4 separate regions of the Mus musculus genome follow, and all the other regions are linked to region 3. A link is a contact called in public HiChIP or PLAC-seq and promoter capture Hi-C data. All regions are on one chromosome and are shown on one strand. Each heading gives the region's core, a stretch centred on a gene start, on an enhancer-like site or on the middle of the called end of the contact. The rest is flanking DNA. Distances are from core to core; before and after follow the strand shown.

Evidence for each region. Promoter capture Hi-C pulls out the DNA fragments that hold promoters and counts their contacts. HiChIP or PLAC-seq counts read pairs in DNA pulled down with a chosen protein or histone mark.
Region 1: a promoter capture Hi-C map of the HPC-7 cell line shows a contact between it and region 3, with 6 times the contacts expected there. The contact joins the enhancer-like site here to the promoter of Ccdc84 in region 3. A contact is called at or near these places in 20 of 39 promoter capture datasets (the 3T3-L1 cell line, 3T3-L1-derived adipocytes, the C10 cell line and 13 more), 7 of 484 Hi-C or Micro-C datasets (the 3T3-L1 cell line, 3T3-L1-derived adipocytes, B cells and 4 more), 20 of 115 datasets of contacts at active chromatin or transcription factors (the 230-238 cell line, the SCID.adh cell line, bone marrow-derived macrophages and 14 more) and 4 of 9 other capture datasets (adipose tissue, liver, macrophages and 1 more).
Region 2: a contact with region 3 is called in an H3K4me3 HiChIP or PLAC-seq map of bone marrow-derived macrophages, with 4 times the contacts expected there. The contact joins the enhancer-like site here to the promoter of Ccdc84 in region 3. A contact is called at or near these places in 16 of 39 promoter capture datasets (the 3T3-L1 cell line, the C10 cell line, the HPC-7 cell line and 11 more), 3 of 484 Hi-C or Micro-C datasets (bone marrow-derived macrophages, cortical neurons and embryonic stem cells), 15 of 115 datasets of contacts at active chromatin or transcription factors (the SCID.adh cell line, bone marrow-derived macrophages, effector CD8 T cells and 7 more) and 4 of 9 other capture datasets (adipose tissue, liver, macrophages and 1 more).
Region 4: a contact with region 3 is called in a promoter capture Hi-C map of liver. The contact joins the promoter of Treh here to the promoter of Ccdc84 in region 3. A contact is called at or near these places in 10 of 39 promoter capture datasets (3T3-L1-derived adipocytes, the SN4741 cell line, cranial neural crest and 7 more), 1 of 15 datasets of contacts at CTCF or cohesin (the NIH/3T3 cell line), 1 of 484 Hi-C or Micro-C datasets (bone marrow-derived macrophages), 14 of 115 datasets of contacts at active chromatin or transcription factors (T-cell acute lymphoblastic leukemia, bone marrow-derived macrophages, craniofacial prominence and 9 more) and 4 of 9 other capture datasets (adipose tissue, liver, macrophages and 1 more).

Annotation. Positions count from the first base shown.
Region 1 is chr9:44,654,536-44,657,306 of GRCm38.p6, forward strand. No RefSeq gene overlaps it. Among named protein-coding and RNA genes, the nearest start is that of BC049987, 16 kb to the right of the region's middle. Within about 2 kb of position 1,331, at least 62 of the 459 cell types and tissues checked have an H3K27ac peak or open chromatin away from gene starts, as enhancers often do. A contact at or near this core is called in B cells, the HPC-7 cell line, the SCID.adh cell line and 8 more, where this site is marked.
Region 2 is chr9:44,580,182-44,582,897 of GRCm38.p6, forward strand. No RefSeq gene overlaps it. Among named protein-coding and RNA genes, the nearest start is that of Ddx6, 23 kb to the right of the region's middle. Within about 2 kb of position 1,435, at least 105 of the 459 cell types and tissues checked have an H3K27ac peak or open chromatin away from gene starts, as enhancers often do. A contact at or near this core is called in adipose tissue, bone marrow-derived macrophages, fetal liver and 2 more, where this site is marked.
Region 3 is chr9:44,416,749-44,419,478 of GRCm38.p6, forward strand. It overlaps Ccdc84 (coiled-coil domain containing 84), which reads right to left and starts at 1,321. Exons shown (of 11, transcript NM_201372.4): 1 at 1,121-1,321; 2 at 885-1,048; 3 at 363-461. The coding sequence starts at 1,240.
Region 4 is chr9:44,671,857-44,674,612 of GRCm38.p6, forward strand. It overlaps Treh (trehalase (brush-border membrane glycoprotein)), which reads left to right and starts at 1,377. Exons shown (of 15, transcript NM_021481.3): 1 at 1,377-1,484. The coding sequence starts at 1,405. It overlaps BC049987 (cDNA sequence BC049987), which reads right to left and starts at 404. Exons shown (of 2, transcript NR_165440.1): 1 at 286-404.

The DNA.
Region 1 (2,771 bases), core at 81-2,580, 240 kb after region 3:
AAACACCACTAACAACAACAATTAAAGGAGGAAGATGCTTTAAGAAATGAGCCCTAGGGGCTGGAGAGATGGCTCAGTGGTTAAGAGCACTGACTGCTCTTCCAGAGGTCCTGAGTTCAATTCCCAGTAACCACATGGTGGCTCACAACCATCTGTAATGGCATCTGATGCCTTCTTCTGGTATCTGAAGGGAGACTGGAATACCATTGCTCTGATGCCTAGCTTATAATGTGAGCACTTTGTTCCACACATACTCCTGACAGCATGTCACCAGAGGCCCCAAGTGATAGGATCAGTCAATCTTGAACCCTCACCATTGGTCCCAATGAATGGGTCAGTCCAGAACCATAAGCCAAACACAACCCTTTTCTCTTTATAAGTTAATTGCCTCAAGGATTTCATTAGAATAATTAAAAATGATTAATACAACACTCTGATATATTCTACTATTAATCTAGTTAATATCAAATATACAAACCCTGTCTGACTCATGCTTGCCAAAAGAATCTTGTGCTTCCAGGCATCAAGAACTCATGGCCTGGAGACTACTTATATAGGGATGGATAATTTCTTATATGATGTCACTGTGTCACACCCAACAATGTCTCTTTCAACTAATAGTCCTTACAGTGTGCTATTAAGAAACTACAATAAAGTTTCCTGTTAGACTTTGCTCAGGGGCTACGCAGACCCAAAACAAACGAAACAGAACTCTACTCAGAGTCCGCTAGGTGGCTCTCTCTTCCAGCCCTTGAGGGCCTGCCCCGAGTCTCCTGGGAATTTGCTTTCTTCTGCCTTCATTTCTTGCTGTCTGACCTGGCTCACGCTTACAGTCCCTGAAGTCCTGTACAATTACGTCTCCTATAAACAGGAAATGAAATAGTCAAAACCCGACATCAGTAGCAATCTCAAAATAGATGATGATAAGTTCGTTCCACTGAGCAAAACTTCCAGCAGGGCTCCGGGGTACGCGCCCTCGCTGGTGAAGTGCTGGTTAGGTGTGGAATTAAAGGTCAGTTGAGTGCCTAGCATGGTGGCACAAGGCTGGCCTAAACTCACAGATCTGCCTGCCTCTCCCTCCAGAGTGCTGGGATCCAGCACACCGGCTACGTGAAGTGTTTATAAGAACAGCTAGGAGCTGGTTTGCAGACCTGCCCGAGTCTTCCGCTCCAACTTCGTTGGTCCTTCCGTTCAGTTTTCTTCTTCTTCTACGAAGCCAAGGCCTACTGTAGCCTTTAACAAGCATGTGTGGGTTTAGAGAAGGAGAGAGCCACGCTCCAGGCCCAAAGCCAGCTTTAATTTTAAATAAGTTTCACTGAATTGGGACCACGTAAAGACCATTTGTCACTTATGTCTGTAGGGGGCAGCAGAGACAAGCTGGACGTGGGTGATTCCATTCAGCCAATTTACTCTTTTTTTTCCTTAGGACGTTTTCTTTTCCTCCGATGTTACACTTGTCCAGTGGCGTCTAGATTCCTTAGTCGAATGCTTTTATTCTCCTGGAAAGATTAAGAACAAAATCCTGTCCCAAATCTAATTCTGGGGGCTCCTTTTTTAACAAGTTATATCTTTCTAGGACAAAATAGTAGTAATAGTAGGTAGTAGTAGTAGTAGTAGTAGTAGTAGTAGTAGTAGTAGTAGTAGTAGTAGTAGTAGTAGTAGTAGTAGTAGTAGTAGTAGTAGTTGTTGTTGTTGTTGTTGTTGTTGTTGTTGTTGTTGTTGCTGTTGTTTTGGTTTGGGTTTTGGGTTTTGTTGCTATTTGTGTGTCAAGTTGACAAGATGTCAATCGTACTGGCTGGTTTTACCTGTCAACTTGATACAGCTGGAGTTATCACAGAGAAAGGAGCTTCAGTTGGGGAAATGCCTCCATGAGATCCAGCTGTAAAGCATTTTCTCAATTAGTGATCAAGGGTGGGAGGGCCCCTTGTGGGTGGTGCCATTCCTAGGCTGGTTGTCCTGGGTTCTATAAGAAAGCAAACTGAGAAGCCGGGCGTGGTGGCTCACACCTTTAATCCCAGCACTTGAGAGACAGAGGCAGGCGGATTTCTGAGTTCGAGGCCAGCCTGGTCTACAAAGTGAGTTCCAGGATAGCCAGGGCTATACAGAGAAACCCTGTCTCCACCCCCCCCTCCCCCCCCAAAAAAAAAGAAAAAGAAAGAAAGCTGAGTAAGCCAGGGGAAGTAAGCCAGTAAGCAGCACCCCTCCATGGCCTCTGCATCAGCTGCTGCTTCCAAGTTCCTGCCCTGTGTGAGTTCCTGTCCTGACTTCCTTTGGTGATGAACAGCAATGTGGAAATGTAAACTGAAGAAACTCTTTGCTCCCCAACTTGCTTCTTGGTCATGATGTTTTGTGAGGGAACAGAAACCCTGACTAAGACAGGTATAAAATTTAGCATTTGAATACGTAGCAGCTCCAGACCAACCCACAACTGATTATAGGCAACTGAGGAATTTCCTCATTGTGGGAAGGCACAGATCCCTTTGCTACCACATCCTGGCCATGAAGGAATTCAGATAGGCACCAGGCAGCCGTATTACCTTCGCTTCCATGGCTAAGCCTGTGAAGGACTCTACCCTTGAATGGGTCTAATCCATCATTGTAAGGTACATCCTTATGACCATAGTGTTGTTGACAATGACCGAGTATAAGGTTATCTATGCCTTGTAAAATGTCCGGATTTGTTTCTCAGAGAGAGAAAATATTTATTCTCTGTATATGGAAAGCGTTTGCAATAGAAGCCAATAGACAAATATTGGTAGGCTCCTTTTTGT
Region 2 (2,716 bases), core at 185-2,684, 160 kb after region 3:
AAAGCATTGCAGGGGCTGGGGAAATGATAATGAACGTAGTAAAAAACAAAATGCCTTTCAGACATCTAAAAATAGCTTAGACAAGATCCAACACTCCACCCAAGGCTGCACCCGATAACCAGAACCCAGGGATATCCTTCACCCAAGATAACCAGACACAGTCCTGGAACCCGTGACACCCATTCAACAGTATATAAGCAGAGATCGAGAGCAATATTCTGCTCTACACATCTAGAGAGACGCCACCTTGATCTACCCTGTGGCTACAGAATCTCAAACAGGGTCCTGACCCTCAAATCAAAGACTTAGAGACTTTAGACTTCTGTTAAAGACTGGACCTGACCTTCAGCTAAGATAACTCGTACCGGTGAGTAGCCTTGGGGAGATAGGCTTCAAACCATTAGTTAGGAGTTCAGAGTGTGAACCCTCAGCATAATAAAATATAACTTTTGTTATACTAACTACACGCACCTACCTTCATGCTCACTATAGTGGTTGAAGGCACACACTGCTCTTCCAGGGGACCCAGATTTAGTTCCCAGCACCCATATGCGGGTGGCGATTCCCAACTGTCTGTAATTCAGGTCCATGAGGAGCTGATACCGCCCAGCATACACACATGCACATGATTAAAGATAACAACAAATCTTCTAAAAATAGGTGTACCAATCATGAGAGATGATGGCTCTGGTTAGGGCACTTGTTGCTCTTACAAAGGACCCAGGTTTGGTTCCCAGCACCTACATGTGGTTCACAACCATTCATAACTCCAGTTCCAGGGAATTTGACACTCTTTCTAGCTTCTGCAGGCACCAGACACACACGTGGTGAACCTCTGTATATATAGGCAAATACTCATTTACACAAAATAAAATAAATCTAAGATTGCAGAGGAAAATATCTAAATCACTAAATACAAATGCTTTACACTTATTCGTTGTGTGTGTGCGTGCACCCACGCTCTGATACCAAGGCTTGCACATGGAGGTCAAAGACAACGTGCAGAACTCATTTCTCTCCTTCCACCATGTGGGTCCTGGGGAATCAAACTCAAGTTGTCAGGTTTGGCCGAAAGTGCCATAGTACACTGATTCATTTTGGTGACCCAACTGCCACCTCCATCTCTTCTTGTTCTTTTTTTCCCCACCTTCTTCTTGAGACTGAGTCTCATATAGCTTAGGCTGGGCTCCAATTTGCTTTGTAGCTGAAGATACTGTCGTTAATCCTTCTGCCTCTGCCACCCAAATGCTGGGATTAAGTATGTGCATAAAACCAGTGGCTTCTATAACCATTAACTAGGAAAGTCTACAATCGGCTGTCTTAAGGCCCATTAAGGGTGTTGTAATGTGAGGATTTGTGTTTCTCTTTATTTCCCCCACCTGGCCTATTTCCTGTTTCTAAGGTACTTTGGTTGTCATAGAAACAGAAACAAACACAACTAATTTCCTCTAATTGAGCTGCAGGATCCCACCCCCAGCTTTGCCCACAGGCACAGCTGTGTGACCCTTTACAGCTCTTCCATGCTCTTCTCCCTGACTCTGTCTGCTCATCGCCCACTCCTGGGCCGGCTGCACCTTTGAAAGTGTGGATAGCTGTGTGATTACTTGCCTCCAGCTCCACACTGAGTGTGCAAAGCAAACTCTCGCAGCAGAGACTAGTGCTTCCAAAAGCCCAAGTTAGTTTATGGGCTCATGTTGATTGATCGGTGACATTAGGGTTACTTAAGGGTTTCCAGGGATTTTATGTTTTCCTTATTAGATTGCTGTGTAAAAGTAATTTTTGTCCCTTGGTATCTAAGTAGCATAGGGCATGTAAATGTACCAAGAGGGCTACTCATTGGATTCTGCTATCATGAAGCTCAGTGAAGGAAATAGATTACTGAAGAGCAACTGAAAGCTGGAAAGTTCGCGTGTGAACAATCTTCTGTCTTTCCTTCACTCTCTCCTTCCCTCCTAACTTTCTAACTTGGGGAAGGATTTCATCTTACACCATAATGGGGCTGGGGCGTAGATGTGACTCTAGACCGGTGGTTCTCAACCTTCCTAATACTGAGACCCTTTTATATGCAGTTCCTCATGTTGTAGCCACCCTCACCTATGACATTATTTTTGTTGTGCCTTCATAACTGTAATTTTGTAATTACAGTTTTATGTAACTGTAATTGTGTTACCCTTCTGAATCATAATGTAAATATCTGATATGCAGGATATCTGATACGTGGCCCCTGTGGAAGGGTCACGACCCACGGGTTGAGAACCGCTGCTCTCAACAGAATCCCTGGAATCCACTGAAGCAACAGGTGTCTCTATTGACAGTTGCTGATGGGGAAAGTGTGACGTGTTGCTGGGATAGTCGCTGTCAACAGGAAAGCCAGGCACCTGCTGGTCAGTCATGCTGCGGTTCTTCCAACACACACCCTACTAAAGAGGAAATCGCAAAGGAGAACCGAAGAGATGATTGACTTTACGGCGAGGGGCGTGGTTACATCTTACACGAGCCACGAGCAGTGTGAGTATATTTTTAGGTCAAGCGAGCTTAACACGAAAATACCAGCAATGGCTGCCATGGTGGCACACACCTTTGATCCCAGCACTCAAGAAGCAGAGGCAGGCAGGTCTCTGGGAGTTCAAGGCCAGTCATAGTGAGTTCCAGCCAGCCAGGACTACATGAAGTCCCTGTCTCAAAAAAAAAAAAAAAAAAAAAAAAAAAAAGAAAA
Region 3 (2,730 bases), core at 71-2,570:
TGCTTCCCTAGTCCTGGGGTTACATATGTGGACCATCACACTCCCTCAGAACTCCCCAATTTAAAGAAGCTCTCGTGGGGCTGGTGAGATGGCTCACCCGACTGCTCTTCCGAAGGTCCGGAGTTCAAATCCCAGCAACCACATGTTGGCTCACAACCATCCGTAACGAGATCTGACTCCCTCTTCTGGAGTGTCTGAAGACAGCTACAGTGTACTTACATATAATAAATAAATAAATAAATAAATCTAAAAAAAAAAAAAAAAAAAAAAAAGAATGGCATAAAAAAAACCACTTTAAAAAAAAAAAAAAGAAGCTCTTGTGCCTGACAAAGACCTGGATAACTCACGAACACGTAACTCACCGTGCATAATCCTGGGGGGAGATCAGAAACTTCTCTTTCATCTGGGCATTGGCCTTGTTCTCCCACCAGAATTTGTTGGTGGCTTTCTTGTGCTCTGGGCTGAGAATGGAGAGAAAGAGTAATCGTAGCTAGTCATTAAGAGAGTAAAACTGTACCGAATGTCAGAGCACTAGGTAAGTAATGCAGATTGGCCATTGGGTTGCTTCTGTGGGCTTGGCAGAGAGAAGAGGATTGTTTATACCAACCTCTTCAAGACCTCTATCTTGGGACTCCTTTCTTCCAATAAAGTGTGTGGTGGTGGTGAGAGGAGAGCAACCTGGCTTTTCTAGAAAGATCACCCACACCACTGGGACCGTGGAAGGGCTAAGATCCACTAAACTCCACGGTTGGCCAGGTAGTTCAGTCCATAACCCAACTAAGTCACAAAGTCGACCTTCCTTCTCCCCAATTTCAACTTCCCATGCCACACGTGTGTACAACTCTCTGTCTGTACGGGGGAGGTGGGTGTTTTCCAGTTGTCACCTGGCCAGATGTTCCAGCAGACCCCCGTGTAGCACTGTCAGGTTGCCATGGCTCAGGTGTTTTCGCACTTCGCAGCCACAGCACGGGCACCAACAGCACCGATCGTGCTCGGGGACATAGCGCTCCACCTGGGCGGCGCGGACGGCCCGGCGGGCGGCCTCCACCTGCAGGACAGAAGCCAGCTAGGACCCTGAAACCAGCCCACATTCCTGGCCTCCCCAGCCCCGGGTCCGCACCTGCGGTAGAAGCCGCTCCAGAGCCCCCTTCAACTGCCGCTGGTGCTTGTGGCTGTAGACGTGACCGCGACCACAGAAGAAAGTTTGCCGACACAGAGGACATCGCTGCGGTGGCGCCATAGACCCAGGACCCGGGAACACCCACACAGCGGCGGCTCGTCACCACCCACTGACCCCTGACCCTTCCGGGCCGGACGGGGCGGGGCGACCTAGGAGCTCCCGGTTCCCCTAGAGGCAGTAGGCGCTATTGCAATCCGTTCTGCGGCTGCGCGGAATATTCACTCCGGGCCCCCACCTCCCACGCACCCGCAGAAAACCCGGCAGCTTGTGAAAGAACGAGAAAGAATGCACGCCAGTTAGGACCTCAGATCGCACACTTTCAGGCGTTGACAAAGACCCAGTTTAGCGTAACAACGCAGAACTGGTAATTTCAGGGCGCACACTGTGACCCCGTGCTTTGTGCTAATGACCTCACCGAATCCTCACGTCGATGCTTTGTGGTGTGAGATTATTGGCATTTTACACATGGGAAAAAAAAAATCTACTCCTGAAGAAATGAGGACCTCTGAGGAAAGCTAGAGAGGTGTATTAAGCAGCCCCTCCAGCTTCCCTGAGACCTGCAGGGGTCTAAGTCACTGTGATATTCTTTTTTTTTTTTTGGTTTTTCGAGGAAGGGTCCTGGAGCTCACTTTGTAGACCAGTCTGGCCTCGAAATCAGAAATCCGCCTGGCTCTGCCTCCCAAGTGCTGGGGTTAAAGGCGTGTGCCACCACTGCCCGGCAGACTGTGATATTCTTAATTTTCAAAGGTGTTCTGCACAAGAATATTCTCTGTAAGTCATTTCTCCGAGCATTGGCTGGGAAATCTAATTCTGAAAACTTGAATGGTTACAGTGAATCATGCTCTATCGCCATTACAAGAATAATGTCATACGCCGCCCAGGTCAGACCCAATATGTTTTTCCCCATTTGTTCCAAAGTTGCTCAAAGCAGTCTGCTCCCAAGGTCTCTGCAATTAAGCTTACTTGATAGTATTTTCCTGCCAGTCTCCTCTACCAAATGCTCATTTCCCACCTGAACTTGGCTTGTGTGAAACAAAACCCAGCATCTTTACAATTAAGTTCCTTGAGTGGCCAGGTTTCCAGCGCCTGCATATACAGGTAGTCAAGCCCCACCCGGCAGGAAGGAAAAAAAAATCCTGTATTAGGCTTCAAAATCCTACCAATCCCTGAGTTTGTCCCAAAAAAATCAGACTATAGAATTCCACCAATCACTGAGTTTACCCTAAAAACATGCCACAGAATTCCACCAATCACTGAGCTTGCTCCTAGAGCAGGTCACAAAATTCCACCAATCCAGGAGTTTGCCCAAGATCAGACCATAAAATCCCACCAATCAAAAACTACCCTGGAAAGTGCCCCGCCAATCCCATTCTATATTATGCTTGCCTCGTATGTGGTTCCTTGCTGCTTTTTGCCTGGGTAGAGACGATCTTTTTCTTGTATCTTTCCCAATGCATCTCTTGTGTGAGGCGGTACTTTGTAGGATCCCTAGGCTCCCGACGACTGAACTTGGATCTTCGCAACAGCAGGTGCTCTTCACCACTGAACCA
Region 4 (2,756 bases), core at 127-2,626, 260 kb after region 3:
TGGAGTATCCCCCAAATTCCCAGCAGTCTCAATGTTAAGGCACGTCTGTCAGCTGCACTTAACCACCCCAGATACCATAAACTCTCCAAGCCCCCGACACTTGCAAGCAAACCAAAAGTTCAAACAGACTTACAGACTCAGACTTTGACAAACAGCAAGGCAAACAAGAAAGAACCTTGGTACCTGCTCGAGACCTCTGATTCACGGCTCTCTGGTGTGTCCTCACAGGAGGTCGAATTCCCAGCCCATGCACCAAATGTAAGACTCTAACGAGCCTTAGCTTACCTGGGACCCCTACCCCTGCCACAGTGAACAACTTGGAGCTAGGGATCGATGCAAAAGCAAGAGGAATTTATTGTTCCAGTACACTGGGGTCTTCCTGCACCTGAAGGAAAGGCAGCAACCTTGGGCAGCCCGTTTGGCCAGTTTTTATACAGCTTTCAGAGGTAGAATAGAGCAACAGCCACTAGGCACAACGTGATTGGTAGAACAGTGTGACTTTTAAACTGATTGGTCCTTAGGGAATGGGGTGGCAAGGGCTTTCCTTGTCTGTGGGGGCAGCCAATGGTCTGTCTTTGTACTCTGGGCTTCCCTTATCTGCAGGTGGTCAGTGGTTAGTCCCTGCTGTGGTCTGAGGAATGGGGTGCCTGTGTGCTCTATGAACTTTCTCTTCCAGGAGGGGAGGGGTCTGGTGGAATTTGTCAAAGTTCCTGAGCTGACCTCTTCACAGCAAATGTTCTTAACCTCTGAGCCATTTCACCAGCTCCTTGGCAAAACCTCTTCACTAACTGGTGCCAAAATGTCCCTCCAGCCTGTCACACAACTTTTGCACCAAGTCTCTGGATGTCTCATGTGATGGCATGGCCTCCTGACTATTCCTCAGGACTCAGTGCAGACATCATCTTATGGTGGGGCTTCCTGATCCATCCCCGAGAGGTTGTCCTGTGTCCTCACAGGGTCTCCTGTAGATAACAGGGAGTTTGATAAAGCTTTGGAGAAGACTTGAGCCATTCTGTTTTAAGTGATAAAGAAATGGTCCCTTCTGGCATTAGAGACTAGGGAGCCACACACAGACTCAGTGTCTAAATCATACTTGGGTGACCTCAGTTGTGGCCCTGGCCCTTGGGTGCCCACCCATATAACTCTGAGCAAAGTCCCTGAGCATGTAATACCAGTTAGAATTGAGAAATGGAAGAAAGTGGCTGATGGGGTAGTGAGCACTGTAGCTGGAGGGCAGAAGTGGTAAGCAGTCCACAAGAAGTTGAAACACACATCTCCCCCCTCAGGTGGCCACACCTCATAGCCTGGACTTTGGCTGACCTGGGTAGGCAAGTGAGGCAGGCCGTGTTCAGCAAGCCAGAGGTGCCAGGGTTTGCTCATTCCGTTCTAGGCACCGTGCCCAGGATGACCTGGGAGCTGCACCTGCTGCTTCTGCTGGGGCTGGGACTTAGGTCCCAGGAGGCCCTGCCACCACCCTGTGAGAGGTAGGGAGGTGGAGAAGCTGTGTGTGTGGGGGAAGACAAGGGTGGAAGGCTGGGATGAGAGCTTACCCTCTGAGGACCAGCCTCTCAGAGGATAAAGAAGGAAGAAACCAGGCTTGTAGGGGTAGAAGGACCAAAACCTGACACCAAACTCACTGTGTTGGAACGAGGTGGAACTTTGAGGCAGGCCTATGTATAATTCCAGAGCTGTTGACCAATGTCTGCCCTCCGTGCTGCTGACCAGAGCTCACCAGCCAAGCAGCTCCTTGGACCAAGCAGGGCTGTTCTCTTCACTGTTCTAGCAAAGCTTGCCTAGCTTAGCGTGAGGGGAGTCTAGGTCCTGTCAAGAACTTACACATAAGTTCAGCCTACCTTGCTGCTCTTTCTGTGTCCCAGGGCAAGTCAATCCTTTCTTCTGAGCCTCAGCTTCTACCAGCAAATACAAAGATGGGGGGGGGTCACTCTACTTCCTGGGTCTGGAACTGTCATTCTCTCTTCCACTCGGACTCATGGAACCCTCCCTCCACCAGTTCTTGCAAGAAGGGTAAAAACAAGGCCTAGGATGGTGAAGAACAAAGAGAAGGTAGGAGCTAAGTAAGCAAGGAGGAAGCAGAAGGGGGTGTCTCAGAGGATGCAATGGGCCGATGGAACGTGGAAGGAGCCATCTTGAAACAGAAGTAGGGAGCAGGGCAAAGGCTCTGAGGTGTCCTCCAAGGGTCACAAAGTCCCATGTGGCCTGGAAAGAAGCAGAACCAGGCTATGAGGTGGAGATAGCTCTAAGGAAAGGAGACCAAGCCCTGCGGACTTGGCAGGACTGGGCTGGGGCTGGGGGGTGGGGCTGAGGAGCCGATTAGGGATGCATGAAGACTGAGCTGTGACTTACTCACTGATGCCCAGGTGTGCAGTATGGAAGGATCTGGAATAATCCTCAGGACTTATTTGTTCACCAGTAGGCAGGACACAGAGTGGCTCTTCCATCCAGTCTCTTGTGTCCTGTTGGGCTATTTGCAGAGTGCCTACCATGAGTGCCGCTGTTTGTCCCTGAGAGCATGTCAGTAGTCCACTTGGACAGTCACACGTGTGCTTGTAGACTCTCTACAAAGAGAGTTACAGGACAGCTAGAGCTACACAGAGTCCCTGTCTCAAAAACAACAACAAAAACCCAAACAGCCACTGAAGGCACAGATGTATTAGGGTAGAGTCCAGGAGAGAAGAAACTCAAACTTCCAGCAGTCTTCTTCCAGAAGATGTGCCCAGAAAGTACCAACCAGGAGT